2 separate regions of the Sus scrofa genome follow, and region 2 is linked to region 1. Evidence: chromatin contacts called from public HiChIP or PLAC-seq data. All regions are on one chromosome and are shown on one strand. Each heading gives the region's core, a stretch centred on a gene start, on an enhancer-like site or on the middle of the called end of the contact. The rest is flanking DNA. Distances are from core to core; before and after follow the strand shown. Region 1 holds the start of PITPNM2 (membrane-associated phosphatidylinositol transfer protein 2). Region 2 holds the start of CCDC62 (coiled-coil domain-containing protein 62).

Region 1 (3,093 bases), core at 515-3,014:
AAGCTCGTACAGACCTTATGGGGATGATCAGGCCTGGAACCTTGACTCCTACAATCCAATTCTACATCCTACTGCCTCCCATGCCTCGTGAGTGCAAAGGCCAAAGAGAGATATCCATTCCACACCCAGAGCCTAGAGAGTCCAGTCTGGGCCTGGCCATCATCACAGCAGAGCATGTACTGTCCTGGTCATTTGGCAAGTCACTCCCTACCAGAAAAACAATGGCTTCCTAACTGGGTTTCTCTCTGCAAAGGAAAAGACTGGGAATCTCCCATCACAAAAGAAGAAAAATTTAACAGAGACCATCAGGGGTCAGATCAATTAGGGCCCCAGAGGCAAGCTAGGGACGGGGCTTCTACTCTATCTGGACACCGATGCTGACAGTGCACAGGGTGCTGACCCAAGGCCACCAGGGACAAATCAAACTGCACCTGTCCTCCATCCTCCAGGAGCTCACAATCCAGCGGGACAGATAAGCCAGGCACAAAAGTAACTAAAATAAGGCAGGAGGTGATAAGAGTCACACAAGAGACACAGATAAGGTGCAGTGGGAGTTCAGAGCAGAGATGAGTCACACTGGGGGCTTGGCCGTGGGGGAGATTCAGGTGAAGGGGAGCATTTACTACATTCCCCTCAGAAAGGAGGTGAGGGGGTGTCTAGCCTCTCAGCCCCAGTGGCTCCCAGGTGGGGGCTGCTTGAGAGCCAGCAGCAGACTAAGAAAGATGCTCCAAAGGAGGTCCTCTCTGAAGAATCCGGCTTCTGGAGAGGAGAAGGGGGGCCCTGAGACCCCAGTCCATATTTCAGAAGTTGGGAGAGGAGTGTAGGATGAGGAATCAGGAATGTACGCAGAGGCAGCAAATGCGTTGAAAAGGGACAGAGCTAGAAGATTTGCCTTGAAATGACATTTGCCTAGCAAACACACTCTATTTACTTAGAACTTCCATCTGAGGTTTCCCGGGGGAGTGAGTGCACATTATGGGGGAGGGGAGCTCTAGGGTCTCCTCCCCAAGTCACCCATCAGCCCTGCCCCTGAAAAGAAAGGATGGGGTGGAGGGAGTAAGGAGGAAGCTGGCTGCCCTAAAACAGAGCTGGCACCTCAGGTTACAACAGGAAAGGGAGACTCACAGGATGGAGATAGGCCAGATTTTCTTCCAGCGAGGGGGACAGCGGCAGCACTTCTTCTAAGTCCTGGCCCCTTCTCTGAGGGCCACAGCCCATGCTCCGGCCCCGGACACCCACCTGGCTGGAGGGCTGTCTGGCCGGAGGCGGGAAGCCCAGAAGGCTGGACAGAGGGCTTCGGCCACCACTTCCTCTCAGAGCGCGGGCCGGCCCGGGCAGGCCCAGCACCACACACACACACACCTGCCCCTTGACCGCCGTGACACTTGGCACTGGGGGAGGGGAGTCCTCCGCGCCCCGGCCGGAACCGACAGAAATTCGGTATTAGCGCTAGGGCCCCGAATCCGGAGAGCCAGCGCCTCCCCCGGGGGCCGGGCTGGGGGCGATTTCCTGGGTCCGGGGTCCCCGCGCGCCACACCCTCCTCCCCGCGCGGGGCGGCCGGGGCCGGGTCTCCCGCTTTTCCCTCCCACCCGGCAGGCTGCCGGCGTGCCTGCTCCGCGCCCCCACATCCCCGGGGTTCGCCGGGGGCCTGGGGAGGGGGGCCGGCCGCTCCGCCTTCCGGCCCGGCCGCCGCCACACTCACCCGCTCCGCGCGGCGCGGCTCCGTCCTCTTCGGCCGCGCTGGGCCGCCGCCGCCTCACGCCGCTGGGGAGGCGCCGGCCCCGCGGCCCCGGCCCGGCCGGCTGCGCCCTGCCGCTCCGCGCGCCGCCGCCGCCAGCTGGCCCCAGGCGAGCGGCCGGGCCCCCGCGGGCATGCTCCCCGGCCGTCGGCGGGCGGGAGGCGAGCGGGCGCACGTGCCGGCCGCCACGGGTGTCAGCGCTCGGTGCGCGGGCCGTGGGCGAGGGGGAGGCGGCGGCGGCCGGCGGGGCGCGGGGCCAGGCGCGCCCGCGGACCGGCCTGACAGCTCTACGCCGCGGCGCCGCCGTGCCCCGCGCGCCCCAGCGGCCGCTGCTGCCCGTGCGCGCCGGGCCCGCCTTGCATTCCCTCACTCGGCAGCGGGCCTGCGCCTCCGTCAGGCCACGCGGGGAGCCGCCCGCCCGTCCCGAGGGCCGGCCTCCGCCAGGAGCCACCCGGCAAACTTGGCGACCTCTGCCCCGGCCACCCCCGAAGGCCCGGGGCTCGCTTCCACGCAGGGAGACCCCGGGAGCGGGACCCAGCCCACGACCTCTAGGCCCTCTTAATGCCGTCAGCCTCGCCTGATTTGCTAACACTCAGGAGTCGACAGGGGAAGGGAAGGGGCAATCTGCAGGAATTGGGGGGTCCGGGGGGGAAATCAAGTCCTTTGGTAGTAAAATGACAAATTAAGGGGAACGAATGCTGGAAACCTTCGGAAGGCATTTGGAATGTGTGGACAAACAAGTCAATCGAAGTCCAAACCTTGATGCCTGGTACTTATATTCATTACCGACCAGATTTGCAGAAACAGTTCTCTCTTCAAGACACCAAATATGGTCTGGGCCAAAAACTGAAAAGCTCTTTGGTCATCGAAAGTAGTGGGAAACAGTGGGAGTAATAGTAGCCAGAGGGTAAGTTCTAGTTCTCGACCTCAAGAAGGAACTGGCAGAGGATCAGAAAATGCTTCATGTTGATGTTCCCTCCCGATTGGACTCTCCAGTTGGAAAATAAAAAGACCAGGAGGGTACTGAGTGAAATTTAAAAGAGAGCATAGAGTGTCTGTTTAGAGTGAGCAAGGATGGCTTTGTCTGCCAAGATCTGAAGTAATGGAATTAACCAGGGCACACCTAAAACCTAGTGGTAGTTTACCTATTGCCAAGTATCACCTTACAAGGTTGAGGAGCCAGGAGTGCTTTTCCCTGGAAGGGTAAGTGCAAGCTAAAGTTAAAGCAATCCAAGACAGTTCAGATACTGGGAGAGAGAACAACTGACCAAAGGTTGTCCCATCTCCTTGGAGACTGAATGGGCCAAGAAAGCCATCATAACACAGCTCACCTCAAAACACGGTCTTGTGATGT
Region 2 (2,898 bases), core at 205-2,704, 340 kb before region 1:
CAGCATTTGCTTTCTTTCTTTTTTCTTTTGCCTTTTTAGGCCACTGTGCAGCATAAGGAAGTTCTCAGGCTAGGGGTTGAATCGGAGTTGCAGCTGCCAGTCTACGCCATAGCCACAGCAACACAGGATCTGAGCTGCATCTGGGACGTACACCACAGCTCACAACAATGCCAGATCCTTAACGCACTAAGCAGGGCCAGGGACTGAACCTGCATCCTCATGGATATTAGTTGGTTTCATTATTGCTGAGCCACGACAGGAACTCAGAGCATTTGCTTTCTCGATTAAGTTCGAAGGCACTGTCTTGTCCATTCTCAACATGACCTTGTCCTAAGGATGCAAGTGTCATCCAAATCAGTAAAGCTTCACAGTAAGAAATTCAAATTTTATTTTTTCATTTTCGGATCGTCTTTTATAAACAAAAGGGCGTGTCTTGCTAATTTACAGTCAACCAGAAAGTAAAGGTGAAATACTATTAAGACTGTGTTTGGTGATCTGTCTTGACAGGAATGCCATCTTACAAGTTAAGCAGCAGTGGGTGGACAATCAGAGGTTAAATATAAGCTTTTTTCATTTTTCGGCTGTGCTCTCTGGCATGCGGTGGTTCCCAGGCTGGGATCTAACCCTCACCACCAGGGAACTCCAATTTTTTTTTTTTGTGTGTGTGTGTGTCTTTTTGTCTTTTTGCTATTTCTTGGGCCACTCCTGAGGCAAATGGAGGGTCCCAGGCGAGGGGTTGAATTGGAGCTGTAGCCGCTGGCCTAAGCCAGAGCCACAGCAACGTAGGATCTGAGCCATGTCTGCAACCTATACTACAGCTCATGACAATGCTGGATCCTTAATCCACTGAGTGAGGTCAGGGATCGAACCCACAACTTCATGGTTCCTAGTCGGATTCGTTAACCACTGAGCCACGACAGGAACTCCTGTTTTTGGGGTTTTTTAGGGCCGCTGCTCCTGGGGCATATGGAGGTTCCCACACTAGGGGTCAAATCAGAGCTGTAGCTGCTGGCCTACACCACAGCTCATGGCAACACTGGATCCTTAACCCATTGAGCAAGGCCAGGGATTGAAGCTGCGTCCTTATGGGTGCTAGTCAGATTCATTTCTGCAGAGCCACAGTGGAAACGCCTCCAATTATTTTTGTATAGTTCAATTCCTATTATAACATGAAGAATAAAATGTAGAAGAAAGGGTGAAAAAAGCTTAGTATCAGAGTTCTCCTCTGGCGCAGTGCGTTAAGGATCGTTGTCACTGTGCCAGCTTGGGTCGCTGCTGCAGCACAGGTTCAACCCCTGGTCCAGAACTTCCACATCCCTCACGCAGGGCCAAGAAGAAAAAAAAAGCTTAGTTTCAACCCAGAACAGTAAATGTTGTCACAACAAAGTGTCAAGTTTCTCATTGCAATTCAAGAGCTATATCAAGAGTCCAAAAAAATTGTTTTCTTTTTTCACCTGATTCTTAGCTTAGGCCTGTCTGCTAGGATGGTCAGCAGCTGACTATGAACTGCCAGGGCTGGCTTCTGCCTCCAGTCTCTTTGTTGCCTGAATGCCAGGGGTACACAGCAGCTAACGACCGTGTTCACAGTTTGGCAGGAGATCATGGAGCAGAAACAGCCATTCGTTGCTTTATCATTCCCTGGGTGATGGTTCTTTGCAGGCGGTGGGTAATGGCTTTTACATCGTCAGATATGCCTTTCAAGAGCCCCCAGGTCCGGATTTGGAAGAACAAAATGCCCGGGTAGGAGCTGGCTTCCCGCGGGATCGCGCAACCGGCCACCGGGTGTCGCGAGAACCGGGGCGGCCCCTCAGCGACCCTATAGGCCGGGAGGCCGGGCACGCTCCGCGGGGCTGGCGGTTTAGGCGGGCTTGCTTGGGCCAGCGAGGGCGCGGGGCTCCAGCGCTCGGGGCTGGCCCCCGCCGCTCCGGGCAGGCGCGCCTATGGCGTTTCTAAGGTGACGCTGCGCACACTGACTCTCCGGGGGCGGAGGAAACACCTATGAACCCTTCGGCCTCCTTCCTGGCCGGGCGCCAGGTGAGCGGCCGCCGCTTGGCGCCTCCCTCCCGCCGCGGGCGGACTCGCCGTTTCCGCCGGCGGGTCGGTGGGAAGCGGAGGGCAGATCTCGGGGACAACGTGTGTCTGGGCCGAACGTGGCTGGTTTTTCGGGAACCGTTTCTGCTTAAAACAATACTCGGGATGTAGAGGGAAGAGGGAGCGTCACATCCGTTTCCTTTAATAAAATCTTGTTTTTCAGCCCAGGCGCAAAGTCGAGTGGCGAGCATTAGGTGCTGCTCACTTTTTAAGGGTAACAGTGGGCATTTGTAGATCTGCCTTTATATACGCCTTCTCGCTTCCTGTCCTTAACGTTGCTTAACAGCAGCCTGCTAGTGGAGCGGCACTCTTATAATCCATTTTACTAAAAAGTCTTGAAAATAAACTTGTCTGACATTTGCATTTACCGGTATTGGTTGAGTTGAACGGGATGTGTACACTTGGCCTGTTGCTTGTGTTGCTCGACTAGAATACGTGCTCCTTGCCGGTGAGCTCAGTGCTGTATCCCCAAAATGGCGCTAAATGTTGAAGGAATGAATAAGTGAGTGAATGACTTACCAAAGACTGGAATTCAAGTTTGTGGACTTGGAATCCCTTGACTCCAAATTCCATTTTCTCTGTTTAGTAAGTAACTGAAATTCACTCGTCATTTTTATTTATTTGCAATTCTTTATTTTTCCAGAAAGCAGTAGTGATGTACATGGGCTCCTGGTGAACTTTAAATTACTGTTTGTAAGGTAGATTTTTTTATTTTTTTGGTCTTTTTGCCTTTTTCTAGGGCCGCTCCAGCGGCATATGGAGGTTCCCAGGCTAGGGGTCTAATCAGAGTTGTAGCCTCCGGCCTAG

The links. HiChIP or PLAC-seq counts read pairs in DNA pulled down with a chosen protein or histone mark.
Region 2: an H3K27ac HiChIP or PLAC-seq map of skeletal muscle shows a contact between it and region 1, with 2.7 times the contacts expected there. The contact joins the promoter of CCDC62 here to the promoter of PITPNM2 in region 1. A contact is called at or near these places in 1 of 47 Hi-C or Micro-C datasets (embryonic fibroblasts) and 1 of 2 datasets of contacts at active chromatin or transcription factors (skeletal muscle).

Annotation. Positions count from the first base shown.
Region 1 is chr14:29,728,771-29,731,863 of Sscrofa11.1, reverse strand. It overlaps PITPNM2 (membrane-associated phosphatidylinositol transfer protein 2), which reads right to left and starts at 1,764. Exons shown (of 27, transcript XM_005670599.3): 1 at 1,704-1,764.
Region 2 is chr14:30,065,194-30,068,091 of Sscrofa11.1, reverse strand. It overlaps CCDC62 (coiled-coil domain-containing protein 62), which reads left to right and starts at 1,454. Exons shown (of 13, transcript XM_021074080.1): 1 at 1,454-2,034; 2 at 2,522-2,676.